Regions from separate parts of the Mus musculus genome. Here all the other regions are linked to region 1. The links are chromatin contacts, called in public ChIA-PET and HiChIP or PLAC-seq maps. All regions are on one chromosome and are shown on one strand. Each heading gives the region's core, a stretch centred on a gene start, on an enhancer-like site or on the middle of the called end of the contact. The rest is flanking DNA. Distances are from core to core; before and after follow the strand shown.

What was found. ChIA-PET counts read pairs in DNA pulled down with a chosen protein or histone mark. HiChIP or PLAC-seq counts read pairs in DNA pulled down with a chosen protein or histone mark.
Region 2: an RNA polymerase II ChIA-PET map of effector CD8 T cells shows a contact between it and region 1, with 154 read pairs. The contact joins the promoter of Mfsd6 here to the enhancer-like site in region 1. A contact is called at or near these places in 5 of 39 promoter capture datasets (3T3-L1-derived adipocytes, the HPC-7 cell line, liver and 2 more), 2 of 484 Hi-C or Micro-C datasets (female germline stem cells and liver), 4 of 115 datasets of contacts at active chromatin or transcription factors (the HPC-7 cell line, bone marrow-derived macrophages, effector CD8 T cells and 1 more) and 3 of 9 other capture datasets (adipose tissue, liver and pancreatic islet).
Region 3: a contact with region 1 is called in an H3K27ac HiChIP or PLAC-seq map of the HPC-7 cell line, with 6 times the contacts expected there. The contact joins two enhancer-like sites. A contact is called at or near these places in 1 of 115 datasets of contacts at active chromatin or transcription factors (the HPC-7 cell line) and 3 of 9 other capture datasets (adipose tissue, liver and pancreatic islet).

What each region holds. Positions count from the first base shown.
Region 1 is chr1:52,797,931-52,802,856 of GRCm38.p6, reverse strand. Inpp1 (inositol polyphosphate-1-phosphatase) reads left to right here. Exons shown (of 6, transcript NM_008384.2): 2 at 3,321-3,572. The coding sequence starts at 3,369. Among named protein-coding and RNA genes, the nearest start is that of Inpp1, 17 kb to the left of the region's middle. Within about 2 kb of position 3,281, at least 252 of the 459 cell types and tissues checked have an H3K27ac peak or open chromatin away from gene starts, as enhancers often do. A contact at or near this core is called in the HPC-7 cell line, adipose tissue, bone marrow-derived macrophages and 7 more, where this site is marked.
Region 2 is chr1:52,724,738-52,729,439 of GRCm38.p6, reverse strand. Mfsd6 (major facilitator superfamily domain containing 6) reads left to right here and starts at 2,122. Exons shown (of 6, transcript NM_178081.4): 1 at 2,122-2,417.
Region 3 is chr1:52,700,087-52,704,730 of GRCm38.p6, reverse strand. The region is part of intron 2 of Mfsd6 (major facilitator superfamily domain containing 6); the gene reads left to right. Among named protein-coding and RNA genes, the nearest start is that of Mfsd6, 25 kb to the left of the region's middle. Within about 2 kb of position 1,485, at least 47 of the 459 cell types and tissues checked have an H3K27ac peak or open chromatin away from gene starts, as enhancers often do. A contact at or near this core is called in the HPC-7 cell line, where this site is marked.

The DNA of each region.
Region 1 (4,926 bases), core at 2,032-4,531:
AGTAAGGCACTTGACAGTGAGAACAATCAGCTGAGGAAAGGGCTTTCCTGAGAGTAAGAGGGAAACCAACTGCCATTAGTGACAAACTGAGCTCAAGGCTAGCTTGAGCTACAAGGTGAGTCACTCACAAAAATCCAAAAGCCAGGAGTGTAGCTTGGTATAGAGTATTTATCAGGCATGCTTATGCCTTTACTCTAATAACACAAGTGCATACACGTGCATATGTACACGTGTACACACACACACCTACACACCTACCTAAAAATAAAAGCAACCACTACCAACAACAAACTTGCCTAACCCTGAATGTGAGTCATCTTCCCTGTAAGGTTTCACTAAGGCTCCTACCAACAGAGGCTGTATAGAGTGAGTAAGGCAAATAAATTACATTTGCGTTTTAAAGTTATTTGAAAGATAATTTCCATAGAAACCTGAAGAAATTTGTGCCAGTGTTGCCCCCAATTCTTTTCATATACAACTCGTCGCAAGAATTCCAGGTATGGGTTAAATGCCCAAGGCTATTTTCTTACTTGCTTGAATGAACTTAAGATAAATGGGCAGAGATAAAAATGGAGTTTACAGAAACCCTTAAGGGTGAGTTTGGGAGAAGAAATGAGCTTTCCTCCCAGCAAGTAGTAGGTCAACCATCTAATTAGAAAGTTGTACACGGAGACAAAGAACTTGCTATGTTATCCCAGCTGGCCGAAAACTACCCACCTGCTTTCATCTTTCCCAAGCAAGGACTACAGACTTGGAGCACTACAGACATGGAGCACTACAGACGTGGAGCACTACAGACTTGGAGCACTGCTGGAAATTCAGAAAGTTCTGTATGTAGGTTGTTTTCTGGAGACCTGGGGCCCCAGAGAAAGGAAGTGAGCTGGAGAAGTGCCGTGTTGGTTATGCTGGCTGGAGAAAGTCTCAACTGAAACTGGACAAGGAACTTGGAGTCTGACAAAATGTGACAGTGGTATCCTGGGCCAGAAGAAAAAGAGGGTACAGTTGACACAGCAGGGTGACTCAGGACCTGAAAACTCAGAAGTGGAACTATGAACGTCTAGAGCCCAGACCTCTGGAGCATCAGTGTGCAGCTCACAGCTGAGCATTCTCGCCTCGTGGCCCAGGTTCCTATACCTGCTACATCCTGTACTTGTAATATCCGCTCAGGCAGGGAAATGACCATTACTAGGAGAAGTCAGGACCAAAGTGGGGGAACTCTGGGTTCCCTGGGGTGGCTGGGTGGAAACTTACCCAGTATTTTCTTACCCGAAGCTTACAGTATTTTTTCAGATTAAAAAAAAAAAAAGATGGGGGGAGGGATAAAGATTAGATTTAATGCTGTTGAATGTGATAACTTGCTCAAGTCCGGAGTGTATTCCTTTGTGTCACCATGCTTCTTCCAAATGAGAAGGAACTTACATTATATACCCTTGGTTCATTGGCTCTTTGCTCTTACAATAATGCAGAATGTTTGCTAATAAATCAAGTTATGGTCACCACCTTTCTACTCTTGTGGCTCATGTGCTACAGTGAGACTATGCATGCATCTCTGTGTTGTTCTATGACATCATTTGTGGCTAGTATTTATATAATGGATGCAGTAAATTATTTCTGAGTTCAAGTGGCTTGGCTCTATGAATGCCACTTTTCTTAATGTATAGGTCCAGAACAAAGTACATGAATCTTCTAACAGGTTTGAATCTGAAATAAAGAATAAAGGGCTTTTAAGGAGCCCTGTTTGCTTGAATTCTTCTATATTATCTAGTAGATCTGACAACGTGAGAGCGAACCTGCCCCAAAAGCAAAACAAAACATGTTTATTTAACATCTTTGCTACTTTAAATAATTTTAATCTACCTTGTATGAAGATATTTTAACTCTTATTTTCTTACCAGAGATTAGGGAAAGACTTAAGGTTACTGACTGAGGAAAGAGGGCCCTGGGTGGGATTTGGTACAGTTATGACAGCAGCTCCCTGGAAGCCTGTGTGTTTCCAGTGTCAGGGAGTTAGCACCTGTCTACTACTGCCTTCCAGAGACGACCACTGGCAGTAAAGCAACTGCAGTTGTGACAAGGGACATCTCTCCGTGTTGGTCATCTTTCCTTTATTTCTGTTGAGGAACATATTTCCTCAGGAAGAAAAAAAAATTGTTTTTTGAACAGACTTAAGACAAGCAGGCTCTAACAGTTTGCCACACCCCCACATCAGTGTTTTCACAGCTGAGTGGTTCCCAGCCTCAAGCTTCTTTTCATAGAGGAAACTGTTGTGATAATAAAGAAACCTGATGTGGGGTGTGTGGGGGCAGTTCTGAGCCCCATGTTTTAGTCTTGTGTAACCTTTTTTAGAAGTTGCTCAACCCTCTAAGCTTCCGTTTCCAAACTGTATGTCACACAGGGCAGGGTAATCTCACGACAGAGGAAGCAGAACGACTCAGGCTTTGAACAGGAAGAGGACCACAGAAGCATTTTGAGGCAGCACCAGTAGATAGGAGCCAGGTGTGGTGCACACACCTTTAGCCCTAGCATTTGGGAGGCAGACGCAGACGAATCTTTTGAGTTCCAGGCTACCCTGGTCTACAGAATGAGTTCCAGGACAGCCAGGTCTAGAAAGAAAGAAAGAAAGAGAGAGAGAGAGAGAGAGGGAGAGAGAGAGAGAGAGAAGAAATAAAGAATAGAAATAATGATGTAGGCATACTACATGGTTCTTAGAAGACAGAACTTCTCAAGTCCAACAAGGTGTAAGTCCCCTTGCTTTGGTGTGTAGGCTGCTACTTGGTGGCAGATGGAATATGTCCCTGGAATGTTTGAGTGGAGTTGGCTGTGAGCTGCTTTATAGTGCTTGCCCAAGACCGGCCTCAGAGTCTGGAAGACACAATGCCTGCTGCTCATCCACTTAGCACATGGATCTGGCAGCATGATTGTCATCCCTCACCATTCTCACAGAGAAGAGAATTACGTCAATGTAATTGAGATAAAGCTGTGTCATGATTAAGGACCTTGTAGCAATCTGCCTTTCCTCGGACGTCGTGACACTCTGTCTTGCTATGGCCCTGTAACATAAATTCTAATTCAAGGCTTTTTCTTTTTCTTTCACTGAACATTCAGTTTCTTTAAGAGTGTAATTGGTTTACAAGACTTTTGAGAAATACGTTTGTTTCAATCTTTAGATTGTAACTGCAGTCTTGCACGCTGAAAATGTGCGGTGACTCACTAGCAGGTCAGCTTCCCTGACAGGTTGCTGCCAGCTATGTGTTAGTGGGAGAGACGCCCTGACATCATCCCTGAACTGCTTTCTCTTTCATATTCTTGTGTTCTTGCAGCTGTGAGCCAGAGGGTGGGTGAGGCTGAGAAAGAAGCAGGCTTTAGAAATGTCAGACATCCTCCTGGAGCTGCTCTGTGTCTCCGAGAAGGCTGCTAACATCGCCAGGGCGTGCAGGCAGCAGGAGACCCTCTTCCAGCTGCTCATTGAGGAGAAGAAAGGTGCAGAGAAGAACAAGAAGTTTGCTGCAGATTTCAAGACCCTGGCGGATGTGCTGGTGCAGGAAGTTATAAAACAGAACATGGAAAACAAGGTAAGAGGTCAGGCCACGGTGGCTGCAGGACACCTGCCTCCGTGCTTCCTCTGGTTCCCTCAGAATAAACAGCAGGCCTTTTACTGACTCTTATGTTCTCTTAGGTCCAAACAAACACCTTGCAGCCTTGCCTTATTTTTATTACAGTATTAAAATGGTCTTTGCAGGAAATCATTGAAGTATAGAAAAGCAAACAGGATGAGAGTGCTCAGATTCCTAACCTGAGTATATGGTATTGACCCTCTTACTTATTGATGGGTTTCTTGTTAATAAATAATATATGCTCTCTGCACCAGAGCACACTGAGCTACATGCTCCCGAGGGCCACTGACGCTTCCTTCTGTGTGTCCACGCTCTGACCCACTTATTTCAGAGCAGTGTTTGGCTTCTCAGCTAAACCATTTATCTAATGTTTTGCTTTGGTTATGGGCTTGGAATTAGGCGAACTCTCCCTTTATTCTACTATAAAAATATGGTCATGACAAACACTGATTGTGATTCTATGTGTGGAAATGGCTAGAAAAAGCCAGGCTTCTTGAGTCGTAGCAGTAACACCAGCAAGCAGTGCTCACTGAGGCTGCATGGACTTGACTTTGTTACCCCTATAAGAATTCTGTAAGGTTAGAGCCATTGTTCTACTGGGATGAAGCTGTCACAGAGAGCTGGAGTAAGTTGCCTGAATTGACGCTGCCCAGCATGACAGCTTGAGTTCTTCAACATAGGAAATGGTTTCTAAGTCTGTGTCACTGGGCATTCTGTCGTCTTTTATATAACTCGCCCCACCTTCTTTTTTTTTTTTTTAAATTTGGGAGGATGGAACTTTATGATAGAAAATAATATAAAACACTTCAATATCTTTATTGAACTTTTTAAACCTGAGGACTACTGTAGAATTCAGTAAAATCTTGACCACCAGTGTGAGAAGAGAATACATGAATTATACAAAATCTCCATAGACTATATATTTTTTCATGCCCTTTACTACCTGGCTTTGGTGAGCTAAATGAAGGAAGCTTGTTTTCTGTTGTTACCAGTGGAGACCCTTGGATACAAAGGCGGGTTGGGCAACTGGACTGGATATATGTCAACATTTTATGGGTTGATATGTGCCTCTAAACAATAGAACAAGCCCAGGCAATTGTTCATGAAGTAATGCCAGAATTTATTAAACAAATACTTTCCATTTGAGCTGCTTTAGATACTTCTATTTCAGGCCCCCTCTGTCTGCATTCCTCTGAATAGCTCTGTAAGCAGGTGTGGGGGCTGGGGAACTGACAGATTGCCAGCTCTTGTAGGCCTGTTCTCTTCTGCAAAAGAGAAAAAAGAGTAGCAGGCGGTGTGGCCATTGGTGGTT
Region 2 (4,702 bases), core at 873-3,372, 72 kb after region 1:
AAGTGGGCACAAAATATTTTGATGACAAAATATTCGCAAGGCAGCAACATTCAGGAAGTTGCCTAATTATCAAGCGCTGGTGACATGTATGAAGGCTGCATTTTCTGTCTGAGAAATGTAGATAAAATCCACAGCTACTCACCACATCAACATGTGATCTTCAACAATAACTAACCAGGGACTTGCTCCTCTGTGCACCATAGAGCACGTACATGCTATATCTGATTTCCACCTACTGTCTGTTACCAGTCCCTCTTCTGCAACCTCACCTCTGGTTTGCGGCAGCTGGGAAGAATGGTACAGCTGAGACTGGGCAACTATGAGTCTTTCATGAAACACTCCACCTGCTTTAACTATCCTGTAAGTGTTAGCCTGGCCCTTCCCTCTGGTTTCTTGCCAGGTGATTTCAACATCTATCTTTTCAAGTCTTTCTGGGGAATGTTCTCTGGGACAGCCTAACTGGCCATGTATCTGGAGGCTAATTTCCCATATCACACAGACTGGACCCTACAGAAGGGTAAAAAAAGTGTATGTGACAATGGTGTTGAGTGACAGATCATGTTTGCTTCACGCATATTTATGTTTTAAAGAGATTTTTATATTATTTTTAAAATTATAAGAAATTTAAATAAGACCCAGGAGATACTGTAAAAACTGATAAGTTAAAAGCATTATGGTTGTGGGGTGGGGGTGGGGAATCCCTGCTCTTACAAAGCCAGTTTGCTTTCTGTAGGTCAAACATTAGCCCCTCTTCCCAGGTCCTTTTTCCTACAAAACCTCTCCTCTCACACTTGATACAGTAGGATCTTCAGGCACTTTGTTCTCTCTCTCTCTCTCTCTCTCTCTCTCTCTCTCTCTCTCTCTCTCTCTCTCTCTGTCTCTCTCTCTCTCATTTCCTTAATGCATGGACAGATCAGGAGAATGCTTGCTTTCTTTTTCACTTCCGTACTGGCTGGACAGATCAGGAGAATGTTGTCTTTCATGATAGCCCAACTGGGAACTTGAAGAGCTTTTCATTTCCACACAATGAGGGATCCAGCTGTCTCCAGGTCACACCAGAGCAGATATGTCATCCTTTGTACAAATCACCTTTATAATTTTCCTCTGAAACGCTAGCAGATACCGTCTTTGTTTAACTTCCACGTCTCAACATTTCAAGTGGTCTGTAATAAGGCGTATTGACTGCAGAAACTGTCCCTGGAAACGGGGGCTGAGCATCCAGCAACTGTATATTTATACTTTTTCATAAAGAAGGGCTTCACAATTTGAAGCGTCAGGGCCTATAAAGTGCTCTTTAGTAATGTCTTATGATGCAGAGCCTGGATTTTCTTCTACTTGTTTGTAATTTTGAACCTAGTTAACTTTCAGTCTCGTTTTGTAGCTGTAACAATAGATTAACATTGCTTACATCTATAGGATTCAATGGTATGTAAACAATGCTTCCCATGTAAGAAACGAATGTTCCTAAATGTTAGCTGTCATTATTGCTGGCTCTGGATTCTCTGCTCCCCATCACAGGCACGCACATACCCTTGTCAAACCAAACCTGTATACAATCTACTTGCTATCTGAATTTAACAAATGATACAGCTTAATTCTTAGAGTAACACCTGTGCTCAGGTCACTTCTTCATTAAGGTGCCATGTTCAGATGCTGTCTGGGTTCCAGAAGCTCCTGGAGCGAGCACTGTCTTTCTCCTAGCTGTTGTCTGCGGGGTCACCCGAGGACAGTTTACCAAGGTTGTGCCTAGAACCAGACAGCATGCATCTCATCAGCAGAGTTAGCTTTGAGGGTGGCACCTATTAAGTTCTGGAAAACTGATGGCTGTCACCACCCCTAGACCAGGTTGTTATTTACTTTGGGCTTCAAGTTCTTTCCAACACCCCATCAGAGATTAGGGAGTAAAACACCGCTCAGCCCGAGCGCAATGGGGTGTGGCGGAACGGGGATGGGGCATCGCCCACCTCTTCACTCTTTAGAATATGTCACGGCAGCCGGGGCTGGATACCGGGTCCCCCGGGCGGCCCCAGAGGGCGGGAGGCCGAGAGGAGGCGGCGGACGCATCCGCCGCCGCAGGAGGCGGAGCGCTGCACCTGGCGCCCGGTTCTCCAGCTCAGCCCTGAAACGGGTCCAGCCGGTCGGGAGCGAAGGCGGCGGCAGCGAGGCCAGGCCTGGGACCAAAGCGGCGAGGAGGAGCGGACAGAGGGGTTGCGCCGGACTGCGCCGGGCCAGCGCCATCGCTCGCCCCACCCGGCTTGCATCCAGCCGTCGCGCCCGCCGCACCCCCGGGAGAGGAGCTAGCCACCCAACCGACATGCGGCGCTCTGGCCTGCCCGCCGCCGCCCCGGCGCCCCGAGCGGCCGCCCCGCACCCCGGGGACAGGGCTCCCCGCGCCTCGCGCAGCTGAGCGCCTCCAGGTGAGTGGGTCGGCGCCGCCCCGGGGCCCCGGATCCTCCTCCGTGCACCTGCTGCGGGGTGGGCGCCGCCCCGGCCCGGGGCCTCCGAGCCTATCCCGCCCTCCCGGGTGCCGCCTGTCATCTCGGGGTGCAGGACAGCGGCGTCCCCCGCGCCCGCAGCACTTCCGCAAACGTAATTGGAGTCGGGAAAACAAAGGCGCTGCCCGGGAGCCCTTGGCCGCCGCCCGCCCGCAGCTGCTGCAGAAGGTGGGGGGCGCGGGTGGGCCCCGCGGGCCCAAGCCTGTCAGAGTCCGGTCCCGGCGTCGCCTTGGAGGTAAACATCCCCGGGAGAGAGGGGGAGGCGAGCTTGTCTTCATGGCCCTTGACAGTGTCCCCCTGTGTAGCAGGAGGAAACTGACATTGTCTGCCTCCCCCGTGGAAACAAATACAGGGGGCGGTACACCTCTTCCCGGGCTGCTACCTCCTTAGGAGAAATGTCCTACGGTGTGCGTGCGCGCTGAGCACTGAGCTTCAACTCAGGCTTGGGTCCCTCGCTTCACAGAGACTACCAGGTAGAGGAAAGATTCAGATGTAGCCCCTCCTCCTCCCTTTGCCCCTCCCCACGTGGTCTTGCCCGTGGATTACCACCCTTAAGTCTGGCACACTGTGCGTTTTGATTCTCCCACACGCCTGCGAAACCACAAACATTCCCTTTCATCAAAAAAAAAAAAAATTAATAAGCATGCCTACACCCACTGGGACATATAATACCTGCCAATCCATCGTAGAAATAACCTTGTGGAGTTGAAGTTTCAACTCCCAACCAGTGTCTAAGTAGTTTTGTGTCCTTTGGTTGTTGTTACATCATCCCAGGCTGCAGTTTTCTCACACAGAGAAAAAAGATGGATACAAGATGATAGTAATCCAGTCAAATCTCCTTTAACCTTGCTGGAGGTTCACGATGTTGTGTGTAGTTGTGTGTGATATTGTGTGTGATATTAGGTGTAGTTGAAAGTAGGCAGCATACAGTTTATGTGCTACCAGCAGCACTGTAAAAGAGAACATTGGGTAGGTCCATGTTCTGCACAGAGCATTGCTTCCTTGAGACCAGGCCCTAGCCAGCTAAAAGTGTATGCATTATTGATGCCCTTATGAAGAAAAGGAGGAGGATAAAATCCTTTGCATTGGGAAGCTTGGCTCTGACACCCAATACTTGTCATTAGCATATGTGGAAGATTTTTTCATTTGATTGGTGATGAGTAAGGGTGATTGGGCGTTTTTCACAGGTTGTGAGTAAAAATTCACAATATTAAAAAAAATTGCTTAGGAAAAGGTTGAAACATTGTTACTACAATGCAAGACACATCTGGAAAGAAAAAGGGGTCTAATTTTAAAAAAATGAATTAAAACTATTAAATATTTTACAGTTTTCCAGGCTATCTATCAAGGTAAATATAAAACAAGAAGGTAGACTAAAACAGAAACAAAACAGTACATGTCTGGTGGTCTGGGTATTGAGTCATCACCAATTCTATGCAACATATATACATACATATACATAATACACACATATACATATATGCACATATTTATATCTATTATAATATATAGTACATGTGTGTCTATATATAAATAATATATATGTTAAAATACACACACACACATATATATGTATATATATATATAAAACTTCTGCATTATCTTATAGTAATATGGCACTTTTGGAATTCTTATGTTTTTAAAGGCACCATTCTGGAGCTAGTTTCCAAATCCCTGTACCAATGTCTAATTTTATGCACCATGAAAAAGAAGCTCAGAGAAATTATGCAACTTAGACCACCCACATATTCAATAAGAGGTGGAGTTAGAATTGACCTATCCCGCTGGCCCCAAAGCAAGCCCAGGAAGCTTCCAGAAGGTTCCTCCAGATAGGGACCTATCCCTTCTCCACCACAGTGAAGCTTTTCCTTTGCTTCTTGCCTTTGAAAATTAACTTTGTTTCAACATGTGTGCATTACACATGCTAGCATTTCTCCATGCAGAATCGTCTACATATTGATGATGTATATAAATTAGAGGATTTATAATATTTTTACCCATTTATTCTTACATTTTTGAACTTACAAGAAATGTAAAACTAAGTGCCAAATATGAGTTGAGTATTAGACCAATACTGGGGTAATTTTTCTTTTGACCTTAGAAAGTTAGATTTAGGTTTAAAAAAATTGGAAAAGTGTGTGTTCTTTTATTATATAAATTAAAAAGGGAAAAGGAGAAAGGAAAAAAAATATCACTGAAGAGAAAAC
Region 3 (4,644 bases), core at 236-2,735, 96 kb after region 1:
TTGTCCTTCTTTGTAAGGTAACTTTGCCAGGCAAATATGATGGTTCTTAATGTTTGCACTAAAAAAGAGTCTTTTTTTTTTTAATTTGAAATCATAAGACTTTGGAATTTACTGCAAGTATATTTCTAACCCTGTTTATGTAAGGATGGTTTACTGGAGTTCTAAAGATAGCATAAGAGCATGTTTACCTTGATGAACACTTGAAGAGTGATGAGTAGGTTGTGACCGAAAATAAATCTCAGTAAGTCATTATAAATTTATAAGCCATTGTTCCTCAGTATTTGGCTACCACTTATGTTATTCTAGTTAAATTTAGTTCCACTCTAAGGGATATATGAAAATCTACTCAATCGCTTTGTCCCAAAATTCTCATATTTAAGGTCAGTTCTGGCATGTAATATTAGAGGGAAGAAAATATTACCCATTGTTTTCTACATATTAGATACTTATGTATGCACTTAATATACTAGCTATGTACTATAGGTAGCCAGGTAGTTTGGCAAAGATGACGCAGACAACAGGAGGAGCTCCAGGCTTCCAGAGGGGAAGACTGCAGGAAGACCCAGGACAGGTAGGAAGTGCAGAGCTGCACCTGACTGAGGATTCTGGAAAGAATACACAGCACACTATGCTTAATGAGGAAGACTGAGCCTGGAAGACGGAGATATGACCTCTCTCTATGTGTCCAGATTTGCTTGTTTGCTTCTCATACTTTTCCTTGTTTCTCCCCATCTCTTTGTGCCATCTCCTGCTTCTGGATCTGATGTCTCTGAAGGGCTCTGATTCCCAAGGCTCTGCTTCCTGGGACCTGCCACCCTGTCTTCTGCAGAGTTCAGTTAATGTTATGGTCCTCCACCAGCAGACTCCTAAAAGGGCTTTTATAGTTACCCATACCCAGGCTGCATCTAGATCAGTGACATCAGACTCTGGTGTGTATTTTCCAAAATCCCTAGAGGGTTTCACTCTGCAGCCAAGGTTAAGAATGCTAGGCTAATGAGATGCATGGCTGACAGAAAGTCTGGAAAGATCCAGGGCATTTTTCTGCCTTTCCAGAATATGTAGCATGGCCCTCTATTCCTTAATCCTTCTAAGTGGTCCTTTCCTTGCCTTCAGGACTTCTCACACATACCTGTGGTAATTGGTACTCAGGGAAACTGCTCTTGTAGTAGGTCATTCCACTGCTGTACTCTGAGCACTAGGTGTTTTCAACTCACTGTATCAGACACCATCTCTGGAGCATGCGTGTCTAACTTATGGGCCCATCTACTGTGTGGACGTTTTCTCTGTTTATTTCACTTGGCCATTCAAAGGCTTCTTGCAGTAACCACAGTTTCAGGCTTCTCCATTTTCTCCCTTAAAGTACTCAGAATAAGACAGATTGGTGCCTGTTTCCCTGGTTAGATAATGACTCATAGAGCATCCTAGAGCCTAGGAAGAATTCTGGCGACAGTGGCGGCCACTGTGATGAAATAGAATAGAAGTCAACAACTTCCTTGTTTTTTTCCACCTAGACAAAGTTTCACTGTGTTGCCCTAGCTAGCCTGGAACTCTATGTGTAGACCAGGCTGGCTTCAGACTTATCTGCCGCCTCTGCCTCCTGAATGCTGGGACTAAACGTGTGTGCCTCCACGCCTGGCTAACTCACTTCTTGATTAAAAAGCAAGACAATGGTGGACCTTTAACAACCTCTGTTTCCCTTTTAATTTAGAAAAGCAGCAGTTCTTTTAAAAAATCATTTCCTGCTGGGCTGACAAGATGATTCAGCAGGTGTCTGCCACCAGGCCTGATGACCCAACTTTAGTCACCAGAACACACTTTAGGAGAAAACCAATTCCTTTGAGCTGTCCTCTGCCCTCCACACACACCTATGCACACCACCTCCCAGCCCCCAGAAAGCTAATAAGTAGGAAACAGTTATTAAAGTATTTGATCACAATAAAATGTTCTAAATGACATAATTAAGTTTGCAATTATGTCCTATGTGCTCTAAATGATCAATTGTTGGTTTGTATTATTTAAAATAGTCAGGGTAATTGTGCAATTTACTTGAATAATTACCTGGGCCTTGAGAACCTCAGATTAATTGGATGCAAGGAATGTGTGCTAAATGGGCTGGGAAAGACAAAGGCTATTGAAGGTCAAGCCAATGCTGGCATGAGCAGTGTGACCTTTCTTTGGTGGCAGATGGGAATCATAGCAAGGTTCAATGCAAACAAGATCTCATTTTTTACATGAGGTGGTCACTACACTACAGAGTGTGGCCTATAGCCAATTCTGAAGTTGGAGCCTACAGAGAACATTCTTAAAGAGTCCCTGTGTGAGGCAGGAACTGTCTGAACTGCAGAAGTAGCAGCAGAAATTGACAGACACACTTTGGGAAGGTGAAGCTGATGGACTGGATCAGTAAGAGGGAGGTTACAGACCCTGATGTGTCCAGGTAGCTCTGAAATAGGAAATCCAGAAAAGAGAGAGAAAAGGGGAAACATAATGACCTGGATTTAATGTTGGGTTTAATTTGAAGTTGGAATATTCTACAGGGAGCTGTCAGGCACACAGTTAACTACTATAAATTTGGGCAGGCGTGAAGATTTGGGACAGTTTAAACCACAAACATAGATAAGATTGCTAAGGAAACCTTGTAGGCTAAAATATCAATTACAATTTTCTACAAGACAGCATTGCAAGTCCATGATGGTGTTGAAATGTTTGTCTGTGACTTCTGGCTTCAATAAGTACCTGCACACTGAGAACATATAGTGTTTTAGGGATGTGCTATGGACTTTATGTAGCTTGTTTTCCACATCTGGATTCAGAAGGAGTTGACCTACAAGCATCCTCCAGTATCATTGTAAGAGCCAGGGGCCTGGTTTATGAAAGGCTGTTTCATAAACCAGGCCACTAGTTTCATTGTGTTTATGCTAGCACAAGCTGAACTAGGTTGTCCAACTCAACCCAAAGCTGCCGCTTGACAGTTTTTGGCAAGTTAGACAGCGTTTGTGTCTGTTATGTCCTCTGCTGCTCATGGGCATGAAGTTAGTGCCTGTCTATTGAGAGTGGTTTATGAAAGCTAGATGGAACATGGCAGTTTCTCATTGCAGTGACTGGTACACTGAAGGGGGTCAGCTGATGTTTAATTGTTTAGTGAAGTTTCTTGTAGCTGCATGATACATTGGATCTAGTAAAAGTTCAGGTAACAATATAACATCAATAGTGTGTCGATCAGCAAGATGCCAGGTCAAGGTGAAATCTTGTTCAAATCAAGATTTTTTTTCTACTGATTTATGGTTATTGTAAATTGTCAGATGAAATGGTATTATGTTGAACTGGTAGAACAATAACTGACAAAACATATATATGAGAGAGAGAGAGAGAAAATATATGCACTTGCTGGTGTGGATAAAGATGCATATGAAGGACAGAAGAGAAATACTTCAGGTGTCCTTCCTCAGAAGCCATTCACCTTGCAGGGAAGACAGGTTCTCTCTCCCCTTGACTTTTCTAGTAGGCTAGAACAGTCAGCTAGCGAGCTCCAAAGAGCTGGTTGTCTCTACCTCTCAAGCTCCTGAGATTATAAGAACATGCCACCACACCTTATATGGGGTTCAAACTCAGCAAGGACATCGACAACTAAATTATCTTACCAGCCCAGAAGTTTAAATTTTTATAAAACATGAGATGATCTTAGAAATCAGTCTAGTCTAATTAAAATTAATTAGTTACAAACAATCAAGTACCTTTGCCTCTGGTGAGTTGATGGACTCTAGCTAGTTAACAAAATAAAGTATACTAACTTGGCAATGGGGAAGTGATGCCCTGGCTCTCTCTGCCTGAGCAGTCTGAGTGGTTGACTATTCTTCATCATAGCACAGAAGGCAAGGATACAGTGTAGTCAGAGCTGTAGTTTTGCTACAGTGTCAGCTTCAGTGTGGAGAATGTGGAATGAGAAGTGTTCTGTTGTGGTAATTAGCTGTTTACCCCCAAGATCTGAGGCAGGTGAATTGTAGTCAAAATAACTGTGTCCTTTGCCTTCTGTGTGAAGGAGACCCTGGAAGCCTCTATTTCTCAGCACTCAGTTTTGTTATTGTCATATTTTGTCATTTGTGCCATGAAAAACTGTGGTGGAGCATTGCAGAGGACAAACGTACAGTCACCGTCTAATTCTTGAAACTGGTCAGTCAGCCAAACACTTCTATGAGCTGTTTACATTGGTATGTGTGTATATATATATTACGTATTTTCCTCAATTACATTTCCAATGCTATCCCAAAAGTCCCCCATATCCTCCCTCCCCACTCCCCTACCCATCCATTCCCACTTTTTGGCCCTGGCTTTCCCCTGTACTGGGGCATATAAAGTTTGCATGTCCAATGGGCCTCTCTTTCCAGTGATGGCTTACTAGGCCATCTTTTGATACATATGCAGCTAGAGTCAAGAGCTCCGGGGTACTGGTTAGTTCATAATGTTATTGCACCTACAGGGTTGCAGATCTCTTTACCTCCTTGGTTACTTTCTCTAGCTCCTCCATTGGGGGCCCTGTGATACATCCAATAGCTGACTGTGAGCATCCACTTATGTGTTTGCTAGGCCCCGGCTTAGTCTCACAAGAGACAACTATATCAGGGTCCTTTCAGCAAACGCTTGCTA